Regions from separate parts of the Rattus norvegicus genome. Here region 1 is linked to region 2. A link is a contact called in public Hi-C data. All regions are on one chromosome and are shown on one strand. The core of a region is the stretch at or near the end of the contact, and the rest is flanking DNA. Distances in the headings are between cores, read along the strand shown. Region 1 overlaps Diaph1 (diaphanous-related formin 1). Region 2 holds the start of Pcdhga12 (protocadherin gamma subfamily A, 12).

Region 1 (2,700 bases), core at 3-2,502, 86 kb before region 2:
CTGACCTGGGTCTGTTTCTTTTTGGTTGTTGTTGTTGTTACTTGGTTTTTTTGTTTGTTTTGTTGGTTGGTTGGTTGGTTGGTTTTTCAAGACAGGGTTTCTCTGTGTAGCTCTGGCTGTCCTGGAGCTCTCTCTGTTAACCACACTGGCCTCGAGCACTCAGCGATCCATCTGCCTCTGCTGGGATTAAAGGTGTGTGCCATCACCACCCCCATCGTGGGTCGGCTTCTTGGTCTTGCTCCTTTACTCCTGGCTGCACAGCTTTGTGAAGGATGCACAGGAACAGTATAACAAGCTACGGATGATGCACTCCAACATGGAGACTCTCTATAAGGAGCTAGGCGACTACTTCGTCTTTGACCCTAAGAAGTTGTCTGTAGAAGAATTTTTTATGGATCTGCACAACTTTAGGAATATGTTTTTGGTGAGCAAGCATGAACTGCTATTTTTCATGGGGTTCCTAATGTTTCCTGGTGGATTTACATGTTTCCACATATCCTCCATCTGGTCTCCCTCCCCTTCTCCAGCAAGCAGTCAAGGAGAACCAGAAGCGCCGGGAAACAGAAGAAAAGATGAGGAGAGCAAAACTAGCCAAGGAAAAGGCGGAAAAAGAGCGACTGGAGAAGCAGCAGAAGCGAGAGCAGCTCATAGACATGAATGCAGGTGAGTAGTGGAAAGGGCACTGGAAGGTTCTCTGTCTGGAACACAGGGTATTCGGGTCTAAACGGAGCTCTTGGCAAATGGCTTTTGGCAGCCTTCTGCCTCCAAGCTCCGGATGCTGGATTTTAACATGTTTTCCTTTTCCTCTCCTTTGCTGGTTCTTGGATTATATCTTACCACCCTTGTGATTTGGGAATTGCTGCCACACTTAACTCTTCTACCTGTCAAAAAACGTTCCCTGACCTGTCCTCATTCCTGCTAAATATTTGGGGTTTCCAAAATGTTTCTCTGACTCCTCCGTCTTGTAGTAGCTCTCCTCTCCTCTTATTTCACCAATTCCTATTCCTATTACCTCATAGAATGTTGTGTGCATGTCTGAGATCATAAATGGATTGAACTTTCCTAGAAGGGGGTGAAAAGCTGGCCACTCTTTCTCCAGCAGAAACATGTCTTTGTTTGAGCATATGGTCTCAATTACTGGCCCTCTGTTTCCTGTCTCTGCTTCTTTCCTGCTGAGGATTCCCCGCCCCCACTGCTCCTTTGGGCAGCGGAAATACAGTAAATGCAGCATACATTGCACATGGCCCTGAGCTGATCTGTAAGGCCCATAAGCCCCTGAAAGTGAGGAGTTCTTGAATCTGTCAAGTCTTAAAAATTTGCTGAGCAGAAACAGTAAAGACCAACATGGTTTGCTCCCAGAGTCCTTGAGAGTAGTTTCTTGCCTTTGTCTCAGTTGTATTTAAGCCATCAACTTTGTTCCCATAAAACTGTTAAAATTTATACCAAGTGTTCATCATTTCCTCACTGTTCTCCCTGGGCCTCCAGGGCTTTACCCTTTCTATATTGTCTAAGAAGTAATGGGAGCAAGGTGGAGTCCAAAGGACATTTGGGATAAGGGCTATAACCCAGCCAGCAGATGGCGTAGTGGACCTTACCCTATTCTAAGTGCCTGGGTCAAGCAAATGAAATTGAATGTAGGTCAGCTGCACTGGTGATGTGCAGACAGCAGATGGCGCTGGCAGTAATGAACCCTAGTCTTCAGCTAGTAGCCAACCAGCTCCTTGGGATTTCAGTTTCAGATTTCACTATCCTGAGCTGTTACCATGGAAACTGAGCCTGGCTAGAACTGGGATTCTACCTTAACTCTTTGCATTCCAGCCAGGCTGCTTTCAGCTTGTCATGTGCAGAGTTATGTTCAGGAAGATGCAACCACTGGAAGCAGTAGTAACACGAAATTCAGTCTTGACCAGTGGGTTCTCTTCCTTAGCCCTCCTGAAGACCAGGCCCTCAGTCGTTGATGTGGACTGGAGTGAAACACTGAGATTGATAATAATTATAATAGTTGCTAACCCCCACAACCCCCCCCACACACACATATACACATAATTCTTCCTACTTAGCCCAGGCTAGCTTCAAACTCCACATCTTCCTGCCTCTCCTGGGGTTACAGACATGGTAGCTTTGCCTGGCATAGCTGCCTTTTGATTCATAAGCATGGCCTCTGCCTGCTCAGGTCTTAGAGTTAGTGTTAAGAGTCTGTGTGCTGGGGCTGGAGAGATGGCTCAGTGGTTAAGAGCACCGACTGCTCTTCCCAAGGTCCTGAGTTCAAATCCCAGCAACCACATGATGGCTCACAACCATCTGAAATGAGTCTGATGCCCTCTTCTGGTGTGTCTGAAGATAGCGACAGTGTAACCATAATATATAATAAATAAATAAAATATTTAAAAAAAAAAAAAAGAGTCTGTGTGCTGGTCCTGATTAGTGTGGGTAGGATGACATTGCAACAGTCCCTCAGGATTCACACTGACAGGCAGTGACTGTCTTAAGGCAGTTTATAAACCGACACAGGGAAAGTAAGCATGGGTCTGAGGCTTGAAAGGGTGACCCTTTTGTGTCTCTTATGGTCTCTCAGTTAGTGTGCAAGGGGTGGGGAAAGCCACGTAGCAGCCATGCATCTCATGTGTACTTTGACATTTACCCTGCTGGCCTGGCAGAAAAATGTATGCCTCTGTCTTTGTTCATCACAGAGGGGGATGA
Region 2 (2,700 bases), core at 41-2,540:
AGGGCTATTAATGTCCCTCGGGGAGAGTTTTCTGGAACGGGGCTGTTGAGGGAGGTGATGGCTACTTCAGGGGCATTGTCGTTCACGTCCAGAACTGTGACCAGGACCTTGGCCCGTGCAGAAAATCCCGCGTTATCTGTTGCTTGCACTTCCATCTCGTAGAACCCCGATTCTTCATGGTTCAGCTCCCCTATTGTTGATATTGTTCCCAAATTACTGTCTAGCTTGAAAACTTTAGCTGCCTTGTCATCTACATACCGGAAGGAATAGATCACTTCCGCATTGGATCCTTCGTCCCGGTCGGTGGCGTTGACCAGCAGCAGCTGAGTGCCCACGGCCACGTTCTCCCGCACATTCACGCGGTACTCGGACCGAGCAAACGCTGGCGCGTTGTCATTTGCATCTAGGACCGTCACAAGGATGCGCGCCGTGCCGGAGCGAACCGGGTCTCCCGCGTCCGAAGCGGTGAGGACTAGGAGGTGAGCGGCCTTTTCCTCCCGGTCCAGCGAGCTCTCCAGCACCAATTCTGGGTACTTGTTACCATCAGCTCCCTTCTGCACCTCGAGCGAGAAGTGAGCATTCGGGCTGAGCTGGTAGCTCTGAAGAGAGTTCTTCCCGATATCTGGATCCCAAGCGTGGGGAAGAGGGAATCGCATTCCAGCGGCGGCGTTTTCACTCATTTTTATTTCTAATTCACTTTCACGGAAGTAGGGTGCGTTGTCGTTAATGTCCCTCACTTCTATTTCTACTCCGTATATTTTCCCTATATCTTCCATTAGAATCTCTAGATTTAACTGACACTTGATGGACCCCATACACAGCTCCTCCCGGTCTATCTTGCCCGCGGTGACCAAGCTGCCGCTTCGAGGGTTTAGAGCGAAAAGTTGAGCCCTACCTCTGGAGACGATGCGGACCCCTCGCTCCGCCAGCTCGCGGGGCTCCAGCCCCAGATCCTTGGAGATGTTGCCCACCCTAGATCCTTTCTCCAGCTCCTCCGGAACGGAATAGCGTATCTGGGTGGATCCGGCTTCCCACAGCATCCCGAAGAAGACTCCCAGGAATACCAGCCCTTTGCAGTCCTCCGGCCTTTGCATGGGGATCATTGTCAGTTGAGGATGATTTCCAATTCTGCCTCTGACCACTGAAACCAGAATCCGCTTTTGAAGGCTCGGAGCACGACAGTTAGGAGGTGGGACTCCAGGCCAGTTTGCTCCTAGAGGTGTTTTGTCTCAATCTATCCGCATTGTGCTTTAGGCTCGTGCAACGCGGGCTGGGCTTCGCTGCCTTTTCCTCCCCGTGGGTGAACAGCGGCGCTCAGAGTCCGAATCGATTACTGCACAGTCGTGAACTCCGGGAGAGGATTTTTGGGCTGTGAACCTTAAATAGCTCCACCTACTGTTTTTCATGTGGAGATGGAAACAGAAGACGAAACCATACTGGGCAGTTGAGAGATCATTTCGGTGCCCCAATTCCCCCCGCCCTTCAATTCACTTTGAATTATTTTCAGTAGTCCCCCCCCATATATTTTCAATCAGACAAGATTTTCAATAGATTTCTTGAAAATTCCTAAAGGGAAGAACTATTGTAACAAGTTGGAATTTAATGCTGAAAACAAAATTTCACAATCATATGAAAACCAAGCATGAGAACTCTTATAGTACACATTATCAGATTCGTACGTGGCAGTTAATCAAGCAATGGAGATGATTAACCCCGTTAGAGTGAGTGGAAAGACTCCGACCTGCATTAACGTGAACTGGAGATAGCATTACACAATTATACAGATGTACTGTATTGCAAAAAGGACATTTGGAATTGAGACTTAGTGAAAGAAAATTAGTAACCCGAATTATACGATAAATTTTCCTTCTCCTGGGTAATTCTAATAACTGAGAACTACTGGCCATACATTTAGAAGCACATCAGAATGCAGAAAAGATTCTAGGAGTCGATTGTCTGGACATTTTTCATGGGAATAGAAACGATATTGGAGAAGAGGCTCTTTTTGGTGACGGCTGCTGGACAGTGAGCGTTAGGTTATCACCAATGTGCAATTATAAACTCTAATTGAGCTACCCTCCAGTCTCTGGTAGCCATAAAATAAGATTAGAAGAAAACTTACTCATAAGACATAAAAGTGAGATTAAAAGAACCCCTGCTATATCTGAATACTATTACCAAATTATTATCACATAATTTTGAAAACTTTTTGTATATATTATTTCTCAGTTTATAATTAATACAGAAAAAGATCAAGATACTGATCTCCCAAGAAACTACCGCAGAAAGTCAAAAGTATAGCTCAGCTAAAAATATTTGAGCAGGATCACCGAGAGACGGCTCAGGCAGTAAAGGTGCTTGCTGCCAAGCCTAACCAGCAGGACCCTGGGACTGCCGAAGGCGAAGGGTGATGGCCAGAATCACAACGAAAAGAAAGAGCACTGAGACTAAAGCCAAGGCCACCACCAGGTAAAACTGAAGCTCACTCTGGGGGTCAGATGGCAAAATTCCATTTCTGGAACCCACAATGGTAGAAACAGAGACCTGGCTCCCAAAGTTGTCCTCTGACTACCAGATGTGCTTGCACGCACACACACACACACACACACACACACACACACACACACACACAAACACAAAGCATAAAAATTTAAATTTCTCGAGTGGCAATGCATCGTAATACTTCTAAGTTCTGAGTTT

Evidence for each region. Hi-C and Micro-C count contacts between places; a contact is called where the count stands out from the background.
Region 1: a contact with region 2 is called in a Hi-C map of prefrontal cortex, with 5 times the contacts expected there. The contact joins the enhancer-like site here to the promoter of Pcdhga12 in region 2. A contact is called at or near these places in 11 of 12 Hi-C or Micro-C datasets (the A7r5 cell line, the Rat2 cell line, frontal cortex and 6 more).

The regions. Positions count from the first base shown.
Region 1 is chr18:29,928,708-29,931,407 of GRCr8, reverse strand. It overlaps Diaph1 (diaphanous-related formin 1), which reads left to right. Exons shown (of 28, transcript NM_001107393.3): 25 at 260-424; 26 at 528-663; 27 at 2,691-2,700. Among named protein-coding and RNA genes, the nearest start is that of Pcdhgc5, 32 kb to the right of the region's middle. Within about 2 kb of position 1,252, at least 16 of the 93 cell types and tissues checked have an H3K27ac peak or open chromatin away from gene starts, as enhancers often do. A contact at or near this core is called in prefrontal cortex, where this site is marked.
Region 2 is chr18:29,842,487-29,845,186 of GRCr8, reverse strand. Pcdhga12 (protocadherin gamma subfamily A, 12) reads right to left here and starts at 1,290. Exons shown (of 4, transcript NM_001037337.1): 1 at 1-1,290. The coding sequence starts at 1,103. The region is part of intron 1 of Pcdhga1 (protocadherin gamma subfamily A, 1); the gene reads right to left. The region is part of intron 1 of Pcdhga2 (protocadherin gamma subfamily A, 2); the gene reads right to left. All of the region lies in intron 1 of Pcdhga3 (protocadherin gamma subfamily A, 3), which reads right to left. It also overlaps Pcdhga5, Pcdhga7, Pcdhga8, Pcdhga9, Pcdhga10 and Pcdhgb7, and 2 more genes.